Linked DNA regions of Mus musculus: region 2 is linked to region 1. The links are chromatin contacts, called in public HiChIP or PLAC-seq maps. All regions are on one chromosome and are shown on one strand. Each heading gives the region's core, a stretch centred on a gene start, on an enhancer-like site or on the middle of the called end of the contact. The rest is flanking DNA. Distances are from core to core; before and after follow the strand shown.

What was found. HiChIP or PLAC-seq counts read pairs in DNA pulled down with a chosen protein or histone mark.
Region 2: an H3K27ac HiChIP or PLAC-seq map of SST interneurons shows a contact between it and region 1, with 14 times the contacts expected there. The contact joins two enhancer-like sites. A contact is called at or near these places in 1 of 39 promoter capture datasets (cranial neural crest), 4 of 484 Hi-C or Micro-C datasets (adipose-derived mesenchymal stem cells, cerebellum, cortical neurons and 1 more), 3 of 115 datasets of contacts at active chromatin or transcription factors (SST interneurons, astrocytes and embryonic limb bud) and 1 of 9 other capture datasets (embryonic stem cells).

What each region holds. Positions count from the first base shown.
Region 1 is chr9:73,160,500-73,167,132 of GRCm38.p6, forward strand. No RefSeq gene overlaps it. Among named protein-coding and RNA genes, the nearest start is that of Gm27211, 29 kb to the right of the region's middle. Within about 2 kb of position 2,897, at least 10 of the 459 cell types and tissues checked have an H3K27ac peak or open chromatin away from gene starts, as enhancers often do. A contact at or near this core is called in SST interneurons, where this site is marked.
Region 2 is chr9:73,574,446-73,581,078 of GRCm38.p6, forward strand. Unc13c (unc-13 homolog C) reads right to left here. Exons shown (of 33, transcript NM_001081153.2): 20 at 3,924-4,050. Among named protein-coding and RNA genes, the nearest start is that of Gm27211, 390 kb to the left of the region's middle. Within about 2 kb of position 3,831, at least 1 of the 459 cell types and tissues checked has an H3K27ac peak or open chromatin away from gene starts, as enhancers often do. A contact at or near this core is called in SST interneurons, where this site is marked.

The sequences.
Region 1 (6,633 bases), core at 1,647-4,146:
CATCCTACTTTAGACTTGGAGTGGCTAAGTTTCTCTGAGAGGCACGTCTGGACCTCTAATCTGGGTCTCTATGACCAGGCCTACACTCTCAGGCTGGAAGGACCACTGCCTCAGAGGAGTGTGCTCTGGGCTGTCTCCCTTAAGCCAAATACTCCCGAAAATATGGGGGACAGTGGTGCCTGCCTAATACATCTTATTTCCTTTCCATATGCATCCTCTTGGAGCCCAGCCCTTTGTATGCATCCCTCCACTGAAATGACTGGTTTGAACTCCACATGGTCTTTCTTCTGCCACCCCTGCCGGGGGAATCTTCGCTTGACCTGCTGTCTGCCTGACCTGCCTGCAGCCTCTGCTTCAGGCTCCTTCTGTGTTTCTATTGCTGATGCTTTGATATTGGGTGGATCAGACCTCATGTGTGAATGCCCAGCTCTGCCCTTGTCAACCATCTACTGAAAGTGTCTTCAGACAATCCAAGTTCTTCTTGACTAGATGGCAGGGATCTGGGAATGTGTTACTAATTACTGCTTTGAAGTCACAGGTCTTTCTGCAATCTTCTTTGCCCTTACTCTGTGATATTTTTGTCGTTGGCTTTACAGTATTATATTCTAATTATACATACTTGTCTTTATGCTACTTGTGGGGAGGGACTGGGTTTTTTTTTTTTTTTTTTGTTTACTCTTGTCCAGTACCTGGTACATAAATGATTCAGTGGAGTTGAGAGACGTGGCCCTAATTCACTAATTTAGCATCTACAGAAACCAAATTTCCTGGTCTGTGTCCTGCGTTGTAAGAGAGATCCACTTAGGAAGGCTCTTGTTTCAGGAGTGGATAGATCAGGAATGGGGTGGGTTGGGGAGACCAGTGATGGACTCTGTTTTGTATGGAGCCTGAGCTAGCGTTTCAATCTCTTTCTCTATGTTTTTTTTTTTTTGGGGGGGGGAGGGGACAATCTCACAGGATAGCTTTCTGACCGACTAAACTTAGTAAGTATGCAACCTACAAGAAGAGAAGCTTTTTTTCTTTTGCCTTCTGATTTTGGAAGTTTTAGTGCTTGATTGCTTAGCACCGCCATTGCACTGGGCGGTGGCCTTGCGTCGTGTTGCTGAGGCGGTTGCTATCACACACATTGCTGGGAAGCAATCAGAGTAAGGCTGTGGGGGTCAGGGTCCCAATATCCCCTTCCGGGAACTCGCTAAAGTGGTTAATTTCTTTCCTCTAGGCTCCATTTCTTCCTTTTTTTTTTTAAGATTTATTTATTTATTTATTTATTTATTTATTATATGTAAGTACACTGTAGCTGTCCTCAAACACTCCAGAAGGGAGAGTCAGATCTCATTACGGATGGTTGTGAGCCACCATGTGGTTGCTGGGATTTGAACTTCGGAAGAGCAGTCGGGTGCTCTTAGCCACTGAGCCATCTCACCAGCCCTAGGCTCCATTTCTTAAAGGCCTTCTACCAGCCAGTCGGTCCACGCCCCTGATGAGCCTGACCCCACCGGCACGCGCATGTGTGCCAGTGTGTGTATACACATTTGCGGAGGCCAGAGGCCAACCAGTATCCCTTCTCAGGACCAGTTCACCTTGTTTGTTCGAGACAGGGTCTCACTGCTTGGAGTACATTAATTAAGCTGGGAGAGACTCCCCAGTGCCACTAGGTCTAATTCCCCCTCCCCTACCCCCACGAGTGGAGGGCACACGGACTCAGGTTTGTGGATTTAACACAGCAAACACTTTACCAATGGAGCCTTTTCCCCAGCTCCACACATGGCCTATTTAGAGGTAGAGTAGATCGAAACCACAAGAGCACTTGGAGTGCAACCTAACTTTATATGGAGGTCAAGGTTGAAACACCAGCGAGGACCACCTCATGTTGTCATATTAAGTGTAAACCAGGGCCTTTGAGATGGCTCAGCAGGCAAAGGCACCTGCCAACAAACCTGACAGGGCTAGTTCAATCCCCGAGGCTCATACTGAGGAAGAAAACCACAAGCTGCCTTCCGATCTCCATACGTGTGTGAGCTGTGGTCACAACCCGGTCCTCAAAAATAAATAAATGTAATCTAAAAAATTTAAAAAGCAACACAGGATCAGTGACTGAAGGCTAACCTTTTTCTTGCTGATAAATGTTTTCCTGGGCATCTGAGGTGGCTGAGCTCTGCAACGCCTTCTTGCCCTCCTTCCTGTCGGGAACCTCTGAGCTCTTTCCCAGACCTGAAGGTCACACGAGCCTGGAGAAAGCCAAGGCTGGGGCTTCTCTGCTTGGGCAAACAGGGCCACCTCCCACTTTTGGGCTCGGGTACTTGAGTTGGAGTTGTCAGTTTCGCAGCTGATTCTGATGGACTTCACGACAGCTGCAATTACTGGGGCCTCGGCAGTGTGACAAAAAGCAGTTTTTAAGAAAATCGAATCTGTTTAAAGGAGGAAAAGAAGCTGATAATTGACTCGACTTTTAGTAACGTCAGCACGTGATTTTAGAGTCCCTTGTCTCAGCTGCTTGTTTTCTCCGTTTAGCAGAGGATCTGCATTCACTTGCTAAGGCATCTTTCTTAAGCCATGAAGTCATCATTTTGCAGAGGTTGTACCGCGAAAGTCAGTGTGGTGGTAAGACCGACAGAGGGCGCTGTGTTATTTCGGATAACTTCGGAAAGGTCCGAGAAGTTTGGTTAATGCCTTCAGAGCAAGCCCAGAGAAAGTGTGAAAGCACAGCGATTTAACCTCACTAATTCTTTTAGCAGCACGATGCAAGTTTAAAGAACAAAAATGGGGCGGGGGAGGGGGGGAGATTCGTCGCCTTTCCCTTTAGGTTTGAGTTCGGTGTAAAGAAAACTTTCCGTGTGTTTATCAGCTACAAAAGGGCTTACACAACGAATCGGCAGAACCCACGCACAGCGCACTGTTTTCTTGATGTATTTCAGGTGCCTCGGGGGTGATGGAAATGTTCTTAAATGACCCCAAGACGGTGTTCTGAAAGTGGTGTGACTCTTTTAACTTTGTAGATTTCAAAATAAAAAGTTGCTGATTGTATCAAGTCTAGTTTCCAGTGAATATTTTGTTTCCTTCCTTGGATTTCTCATTTCTTCCCTTTCTCCCTTCCTCTCTTCCTCCTTTCCTCCCTCCTCATCTTCCTGCATTTTCTTTATTCTGGATACCTCTCCCTAACCGGCTTTCAGGCTTTGGTATTTCTCTCCTGAAGCTGTTTTAGATTTATGTCTGCAGGTAGCACTTGGTGGTTACATCTGCCTGGCAATGGGGGGTGCTTATTGCCACAGATACTAATTATCTCATAAAACAATTTACAGATATATTATTTAAGAAAAGCAAGAATTGACAATAATCTCTGGGCTTTCAAGTTTATATAGTGAAATGAAAATAGTGTTAGGATATGGTCAAACTCACATTCTGCATATCAAAACCAGACAAACCCAGACTCATCTGTCTTGAAACTTCTCAATGCTTACTCAAATTGTTTTTATTCCAGGGGATTTTTGGACCCGAATTCCTCTGGGGTGGGATTTCACACACACTTCTGAAAGGCTCACAATGACTTGCTACAGCAAGGCTGTGGGATAATCTATCTGTATGAAATGAGGTGCAGCAGTGGGGGCTGGGGGAAAGCCTCCACTGGGCAAAGGACTTCCTTCCAGGACACTGGGGAGAGAACCTAAGCGAAGCCCAAAGGGACCAGAAGGAGCAAGGAACGAGAAGGGGGAAGCAGGGAAAGATGGAGAGTAAGGCAGGTGTGAAAGGTGATTTATGTGATGTGAATAAATACTAGAGACGGTAGCAAGTTAGTAGCTCTTCACAGCAGCCAGGCATGGATAAAAGGGAATAGGGCGGCTTTCAACTCAGGGCTCTTAGGAAATTTCCTCCCCCTTAAGGCTTACCCTACAGTCACTCTGGACACTTAGTGTGTGTCACTTCCCCAGCACAAGTGCTTTCATAAGGACGGTCTTACACTGAGGGATCTTCCAGAGACATCCCTTACTATGCATCTATAGAAGTCAGATATTGGTTAAAGTAGATGACAGAGGTTTCTCTCTGGATGACATGTGACTGGGGGCCATGCAAATTATATATATGACTTATTATATATAAAATATAAAAATATATAAATACATATGTATTTATATATCTATTATGTGTGTGATGTGCATGCATTTTGCTTGCATATGTACGGCACACTTTTGTGTGTGTGGGCGTGGTTACCTTCCTCAATTACTTCTGCTTTGTATATTGAAGGCAGGCTTTATTGCTTGGCATTTTGGGTAGTCTGGCTGGTCGGTTTGTTCCAGGGATTTCCCATATCTGCCTCCCAGATGCTAGGATTACAAGCAGCTGCAGTACCCAGCTGCTTTTATGTGGGTTCTGGGGATCTGAGTTCCAATCTTCAGCTCTCTATAGTAAGTGTCTGAGTCATTAAGACATGAACTCTCTCTTTCCCTAGAATTCCAGTTTGGTTCATGGATGTCGAGTTTTGCATTTCACCGTTACTTATAGAACATTGCTTGTCTCAGTTTGGTGTGCCATATAGTCTATAGCACATTTCAACAGCCATGAAAGCCATGCTTTAACTAGAGTTTTTGGCTATAAAGCCTGGTATCCTTAGGAGTCCCCTGTTAACGTTTTCTCAGACCCAAAGCCTAAGTCTAGGTGTGGCCATTGCAGATGTTAGCATATTGCAGATGGCTTGGGGGGAGTCTTGTCTCTCATAGTAGGTCCACAACAAGAGCAATGTCTGAGGACATATGTGGTTAGTGAACAGGCAGGGAACCCAGTGTTGGGTGATGTTAGAAGCCATAGGAGGGTTTTCTTTGGAAGGCTGCCACACCAAGAGAAATGGTTGCAACTTAAAAGGAAGAGGAAAAGTAACCAATCAGAGAACACAGAGAAAGGGTTTCTTTCCAGCTGGACGTGTAAAAGACTCAAGAGTAATGATGGGCATTGGGTTTCAGAGATGGACTTTGAGCCTAGGTGGAGTTGACCATCATCCTCCTGTTAAGGAGTCTTAGCCCTGGGGAAAGGTGGGTGTTTAATGGTGTTTCTCTTGTACTGGACTGGGAAAGGAAAGACAAGACACTAACATCAAAGACCTCATTCTTTAGCTCCTTCCTTAAGCCTGAAGAGACACTTTGAAACTAAGCCAAAAGACAGTAGATCTGAGAGTTCTGCCAAGGGTAAAAGGAGCCTATGGGGTTGTCTTACCACTCTAGGGTGGTCGAATACTTGCGCTAGCCAGGGCTCTCTAGAGAGTGTAGTCATCAGAATGTCTGGGATCCTGAGATGGTGCTCAGATTGGCTCTGAATCACCTCACAATGACTGTGCAGGCTGGAGTCCAGGGAAGCCAGCAGCTGCTCAGTCCAGGAAGCCAGAAACCTCAGAACAAGGGCAAGGACAGAGATGCTGCCCAAGGCCAAGGTCAAAGTCCTTCCAGGCCCTGGAGAACCAACCGTACGGATCTACAATCAAAGAACAATCATCCAGAGTCTAATGTCAGGGGCCCAGGGGATGCAGGAGGAGAGTGAGCTCTCTCTAGAGGTGTCACGTGGGGGACAGTCAACTTCCTTTCCTACCTTCCCATTTCATCTCACCCCCAGACCAACCAGAGAGGGTCTGGGCAGACCCTCCCTATTGCGTTTGTGGCTCTCACACTAGTTTTCCCAGAAACACCCCAGGCACACTCATTGGTGCTGATGCTTTTCTTTCACCCCAGGCTGACAACGAAAGTGATCATTGTTTTAGTTTGCTTTCCATTGCTGTGATAAACACCACAACCAAAAGCAACTTGGAGAAGGAAGCGTTTATTTGGCTTACGTATACATGCCACAGTCCATGATTGAGGGAAGTCAGGGCAGGAGCCTTGAGGAAGGAACTGAAGCAGAGACCATGGAGGAACACTACCTACTGGCTTGGTCCCCCTGGCTTGCTTAGCTGCTTTCTTAGACAACTTGGGACATCTTGCCCAGGGACTGATGGCATCACTTATACTGGGCGGGGCTCTCTCACATCCATCATTCAGAAAATGCCCACAGACTTGCCTACAGGCTAATCCGATGGGGGGTGGATTTCCTCAATTGAGGATTCCTCCTCTCATAGGACTCTGTCTCGTTGACAAAACCTGATGCAGCACGGTTACAATAGTGAAAGACAGAACATGAGTGCCAGGAGATGACTGATACTGGCATGACACATGTCTTTGGAGGGTTTAGCGGTAAGCCCAACCATTGGAAAAATTCATCTGGCTTTGGCTAAAAGTAGGGATGACCTATTGGCATTGAAGGAGCAATAGAATCCCACCCCCAGGTATCTGTAACAGCAAATAGTGACTTCTTTTTTTTATTAGATATTTTCTTTATTTACATTTCAAATGTTATCCCCTTTCCTTGTTCCCTTCTGAAAACCAGCTCCCCGCCTCCCCATCCTCCTGCTTACCAACCTACCCACTTCTGCTCCCTGGCCCTGGCATTCCCTTACACTGGGACATAGAGCCTTCACAGGACCAAGGGCCTCTTCTCCCATTGATGACTGACTAGGCCATCCTCTACTACATATGCAGCTGTGTCAGAGACCATACCGTGAGAAAGTGAGCCCTTCACAATCTTCCACCCTGACAGGCCAAATGGCCTTGTGCTAGG
Region 2 (6,633 bases), core at 2,581-5,080, 410 kb after region 1:
CAGGCAATCTACTTTACCTTCAACTTCTTAAATACACCCTGCTATGGTTTTGTAACTAGTCTGAGTTAAGTTTTAAGGCTCTCCAGGGAGTAACTTAGATTTTCCCTTAGTGAGAGCACTAATGGAGAACACCTCCTCTTGGACATGGACGGCTCCTGGGTCGTTCTTTTCATGTTTGCTCTTATTTCAAGGACAGAGCCCTCAAATCCCACTGAAAGCCAGGACAGTTTTCAACCCAGCATTCCTCCACCCTCCCCATCCCTGCCCCAGAAGTCTGGACCTCTTACTATTGTTCCATTAGCCTTGTGAAGCTGTTGAAGTCTCCACTTAGTTAACAGACTCTTGGTGACTTTCTATTTGATGGCTTTCTCCCCCTATCTTCACACTTATGTAAAATATGTCTGAGAACTAATTCAGATCCCCAGAGCCCATGTAAATACTGAGTGGGTGGGGCTGCATGGCAGTAGATACTTAATACCAGCTTTTACAAAATGAAAAAGGGATTATTGGAGTGAGTGGAGAAGGTGGCTAGCCTGGTCTTTGAGGTGAGCTCTGGGATCAATTGAGAGACCATGCTTCAGTCAGTAGTGTGGAGAGTGATCAAGGAAGACACCAGTTTCCAATCTCTGGAGGAAATACTTGTGGAGTCTTGTGCTTATTTTTCTGTCCTTCCCTTTCTCTGTGGTTTTGGTCCTACACAGATTATGAGCCTCTTAGTGCTGGACATCAGTGTTTGCTTATGTCTAGGGAGATTTCTGTAATCTCTGAACTTCTGGCCCCGGTTTGATCTCAAAGTCTATAGAATTGCCAGCTGGCCCACAGACATGAAGGTGGAACATGGTGAGAAGCCATTGTGTGTAGACTCTCTTCTGTGTGCTTCTGCCTTCCTGAGGGTACCTACTGATTCTTCATTCTTGGCTGCTTTGGTTGCTTTCTGACTCTGTTAAATTTTGCTCACTTTTGTAGCTCATGCTAAGTAAGCATGCAAGTGCAATTCCAGCTTAATAGAGTAAGTCTAGACAGCTCGAGCCAGGCGGCTGGCAGACAGCTCTTCTGTTTTACTTCCCTATTCTCAACCAAGATGCTAGCAAGTGTTTCGTGTGCATATACTTCATGTCCAACTCCTTGTTTATTTCCCTCATATGCTAATTGAACAAATTCTGTAAATTCTGTCTTCTGATTTTCTCTCGCATGTGCCTTTTTCACCCTTTGTGTTCTCATTTCAAGTGCTTTATATAATAGTAAGCCTTTAAATAGGCTTAAATAGTACATAATATACTTTAAATAGTATTTTAAATAGTCAGCTTTTAAGTAGTACATAATTTTATAACATTTTGTTTTTAATTTTTAAATTAGTAAGCTTTTTATGATGAAACACAGGCTTATTGTAAATTCTTATGATGCGTGTATATTTATTGATAAATGCTTTGAAATATACATACATTGAGGAAAAATTAAGCCAGTTAATTAGTATACACAATGAATAAAAACAGTCTGTATAAAAAAGTCATAGACCTCATTATTTTGTATACCAAATTAAAATAAAATCATCATAAAATAAAATCATCACTTTATCATAAAATAAAAATACATTACTCAATACACTTATGGCATTTGGGGTTCGAACACATAAAATCAATTTTTAGCAATGTCCTAGAAGTTACTTTATTATTCTTTTACATATGCCTGTGGAAATTGGATATAGACCTCAGGTGTCTTCCATGGTTGCTTCCCACTTTCTTTATTGAGGCAGAGTCTCTCAGTGATCTCAGAGCTTACTGACTTGCCTAGTATACCAGTATCTTGTCCTAGAGATCTTCTGCTTTTCAAATCGCTGGGTTTGCCAGTGCGCCTTTGTGCCCATGTGGCATTCCCATGGGTCCTTGGAGTTCAAATTCCATTCTTAACATTTGAGTAACACGTGCTTTGACTGCTGAGCCACACCTCTAGCCCAATTCTTAGCAAGTTTCAATCATATAATATGCTGTTATAAAGTATAGCCACTCTGGTTTGTCATAGCTCTCTCTTGAGAGTACTCCTCTTAACTGAGGCTTGTATCCTGCGACCCGCATCCTCCCCTGCACCCCTTGTGGTATAGACAGTTAACTTGTGTCACCATGCTGCTCCATCTCATGCACCCCTGAGATGAGGAGACTACTCTGAGGCTGTTAGAAGCCTGTCATTACATTGCTCATTAACTCCTAAATCTCTACTCTGTCCCCCAGTCTCTGTTGCTTCCAATTCTCATGGTGCCTAATGCCTGGCACATGCTGCACAGAATCTATTTATAACAGTCTAGTTTAAAGCTCTTTTCTGGTATCACCTTCTACTGGTCTGGGGAAAATACTTTAGACCCCACTAGAAGAGCAATACTATCAATATATCAGAGCCTATGCAGTCTGGCCTCTCAACCTTCATTTCTATATCAGCAATTTACTGGCATTTTCTTTTTTTCTCTTGACATAACCTGATTGAGTTTTTAAAGTCTCTAATAGATGCTATATCAGTCTTTCAATGGGGGGTAACACTCTTCTTGTGATGTGTTTATATTCTTCAAATTAGCTTGCTTCATTTTGCTCTACCTTGTGATTATCAATATTGTCTCCATATATAAGCTTTTTTTGGTGGTAAGGTCTTTATCTTACACACCAATCTTCTACACATAAGACTCTGGATGACCCCTCCTGACCAGAATAAAAGAGTCCTGGTGCACATTAAATGCTCAATGCTTCTGAGTGGCTGTATGATTACAAGTGTATTTGATAGACACGGTGATGGTTAATCTCAACTGTCAATCTAATGAGATCTAGAATCACCTGGGCGATGGGCCTCTAAGCCAGCCTCTGAGGGATCATCTTCATTCAGTAAATTGAGCTGTGAAGACCCACCTACTGTGGGAAGCACCATTACCTGGGCTGGGATTCTGAACTCTGTCAGATGGAGGAAGAAAGCTATGCATAAACATTCATCTGCTTCTTGACTGTGGCTGCAATGTGACCAGACACCTCAAGCTCCTGCCTCTGACTTTCCTACCGTGATAGAGCAGGTATACTCTATCATATATATGGAACTATGAGCCCAAAGAAAGCAATCACCCTTACACTGTTTCTGTAAGGCATTTCATCACAGACAACACACAAGACACTAAGGCAGAGACAACCTCATAAGATGAAAATGCCATTGTTAAATAATGACTTCTATTTCAGAGACATGAATTTCTAAGACAGTTATAACTTATTAAAACGAAAGTCTGGCTATCCAGTAAAGCATTCTAGCATTTCTTCTTTTCTCACTTTTCATATGTGTGTGCTGTGTGTTTAGGTACATGAATGGTTTTGCACTGTGCGTGAGTGCTCATATACACGTTTGAGCATGCATGTAGAGTACCCAAGGTTGTTGGGAATCATCATCTTTCGCTTTTCCACCTTATTCACTGAACCAGACTTTCTCAATCAATCCCAGAGCTCAGCGATAGGGCTAGTCTTTCTAGCCAGCTTATTTTGGGGGATTTGCTGTCTGTACCCTCTGACAGGACAACCACCATGCCCTGCTGACATTTTATGTGAGTTTCTGGGGATCCAACAACTGGTTCCCCAAGCTTGTGTGGCAGATGCTAAAACTGCTGCACCGTCTCCCCAATATTGTGCATTCTAGCACTTCCACAGGGAGTAATTTCATCATCTAAACCAAAGCCCATTCTGCATTTCTTTCTCTTCAGATATCTAAGTAAGGCATTCTTGAAATATGCTATGCCATCCTCTCTGCCTCAGAGACATTGAAATCTTTCTACATTAGTTTCACTACAGAGATATCTGCATTCAAATGAGAAGTATGTGAAGAGCTCTTAGTCCTTACAACTCAGCTGTGATTTTTGCAGCACTGTGAATTCAGGACAAAGGGGGAGAGTAGAAATCACTACTTACAGGGAATATTCTGGAACAGCATCCTTGAAGGCAGGAAGTTCTCGTACATACTCATTATAAAACCATTTCACTTTGAAATGCAAATTCATATAATCGGTGCTCTTGCATAAGCGTTGCTTCTCATGTTCTGTAACAGATAAAAATCACACAATTAATAAATGTGGCTCGCAGACAATGCCACTGGGTTCCGATCGACCTTTATTGTCAGCATTTCTATAAAGAAGAAACTTGTGGTATTCCAGGCAAAGTGCATTGCTGAAGGCAGAGCTACTGTAATGCAGCATGCAAAAATAATCCTGGAGAGACAAGAAAGATGCTCAGGGGTTGAGAATGTTTGCTGCTCTTTCAGAGGACTGAAGTTTGGGTCCCAGTGTCCATGGCTCACAATCACATGTGATTCCAATTCCAGGGGAAAAGATACTGTCTTCTTGTCTCTGAGGAGACTTACACTCATGTGCACTACCCACACACAAATACACACGTAATAAAAAAGAAAATAAAACAATCTTGGATCCTGTGAAGGCAGGCCAAGTGATACTGTAAAATGGTTTGATTATTGTAATGTGTCTCAATTGGAAATAGGTGACACTTTTGATGGAGAAAGATGCCCCAGCGTAGGGGAACACCCTCATAGAAGCAGGGGGAGGGAGGACTTGCTAGGGCGGTTTATGGGAGGGAGGGAAACCAGGAAAGGGGATAACATTTGAAATGTAAATAAAGAAAATATCCAATAAAAAAAAAGATGAGCAACATTGTAAAATCTGCATTTATTTGGAGGCTCTCAGACTTTGGCTGCTTTTAGGGAAATACAGTGACAGAAAGAATTAACATTGTAAGGGATCAAACATGACTTAAAGTAGTAGCCATAATCGCCGATTAACATGGGACTTGTGTGACACGTGCATGGCCAGGCCACATCCTGACCTAGTTTTAACACTTAAAGAATCAAGACGGTTGAAGACAGAAAGATACATTTAACTTCAAAGCCATGTTATATTTTTTGTATCCTTGGAAGAGTTTTCTAATATGTGGTTTAAAGAGGGTATCCTAAATTGTTTACAGAATATGGGTTTATAAGACTGAGGTGGAGAAACATACAGAACATTACTGAATGTGTTGTATGTGTGGCTGAATGTGAGTGTATGTGCATGCATGTGTATATGTATGTATAAGCATATCTAGAGGGCAGAGATAAAAGTTAGTGTCTTTCTTAATTGAATTTTTAAATTTATTTTATTGAGACAGGTCTCTCACTGAACTTGGAGCTCGTTGGTTTGGTTTGGCTGGCCAATGAGACACAGGAATCCTTCTGTTTCTGCTTCCCTGGTGCTGGAATTACAGACTCTCACCAGTGTTTCTGGCTTTTTATCTTAGTTCTGGAGATCTAGACTCAAGTCTCATGTTGTCCAGCAAACCTTTTACTAACAAAATGTTTCCCCAGCCCCCGAATATGTTTTCCTCTCTTCTGTCTCATTTATATTAACCCCATGGTCAGATCTGGCAGCAACTATAAATACAAGCAAATCCTAACTATTTCTGTGATCCTTCAGGATGAAAGCAGCCTCTGAGAAATCCCTTTGGGAATTGGTGACTCTCCATGAAGCTGAGGGCATTGCCTCTTTGTAGAAATACCCCTGCTTTACATTCTGTGGTAAATAGTGAAAACATAGACTGAAGAAATTGGATTGTTATTAAGAACAGAAGCCATTTCTATCTCCCCAAACCAGATCATGGGGTGATATGAACACCAATAGAGTGCCCAAGAGACTACAATCCCAAATCAAACCTTTAAATAATCTGAACATTGTTAATTCAAGACACTGTACATCTGGGAGAGGTGTTCTCACATAGAAAGTAATGAAGCAGTATTCCAGAACAACACTAAACAAATTGTCAACAAGATGGTTTGCTTTGGTCACTTCTAGCTTCATCCCTTTTTAGCTCTGCAACAATCTTCCCTTTTAGATCTTTGGTGTTCCTTCATTTTTAAGAGGAATATTTATTTGGTCAATTCATAGATAGGAAATTAATACAATAGTACCCTGAGACACCAATAATGGAAAACTCTTGCCCTGTTGCCCTGTGACACAGCCATTTATCGTTATATAGACACTATATAGAAATGGTTCCTGTGTTCTTCTACTACCTGGGATCTAGCATTTTTTTGTTGGCCTAGAGTAAGCTGGTAGGCTAAGTCTCTTCTCTTATGTCTGTACCACTGTGGTAATGATTGATAACCCCTAGGCCTCCAAACAGTGTAGTCCACATTTTATTCCATATCCAAAACTACAAAAATTACTGTGGCAGTGCTTGGGTAAGGCATTACACTAAGTTGCCAGGCTCGAAGTATTGTGAGGAAATTCAATAGATTGTTGCATGGTGAAGTATTATTTTCAAATTAACAACCTCACATTTTAAAAATCTGACTCTGTCTTAAATGCTTAGTTATTCAGAAGTTTTTCATAATTCTAAACATGTATGTGCTGGCTGCCTAAGATGGCGAATGATATATGATTCATATTTCCCAGGCTTGTGAATAAGTTAGTTGTGATGTACATGAAGTCTGGTGTTGAGTCTTTGACATCAGCTGATCATTGAAGGCTATATTTGTTACATACCAGAAACCTCAGTCACATGGAAGGGCAAGAGAAGAAAATTGCTAGGATAAAGCCAACCCAGGTCACTGAATTATGTCTCCTTTCTGTGAGAC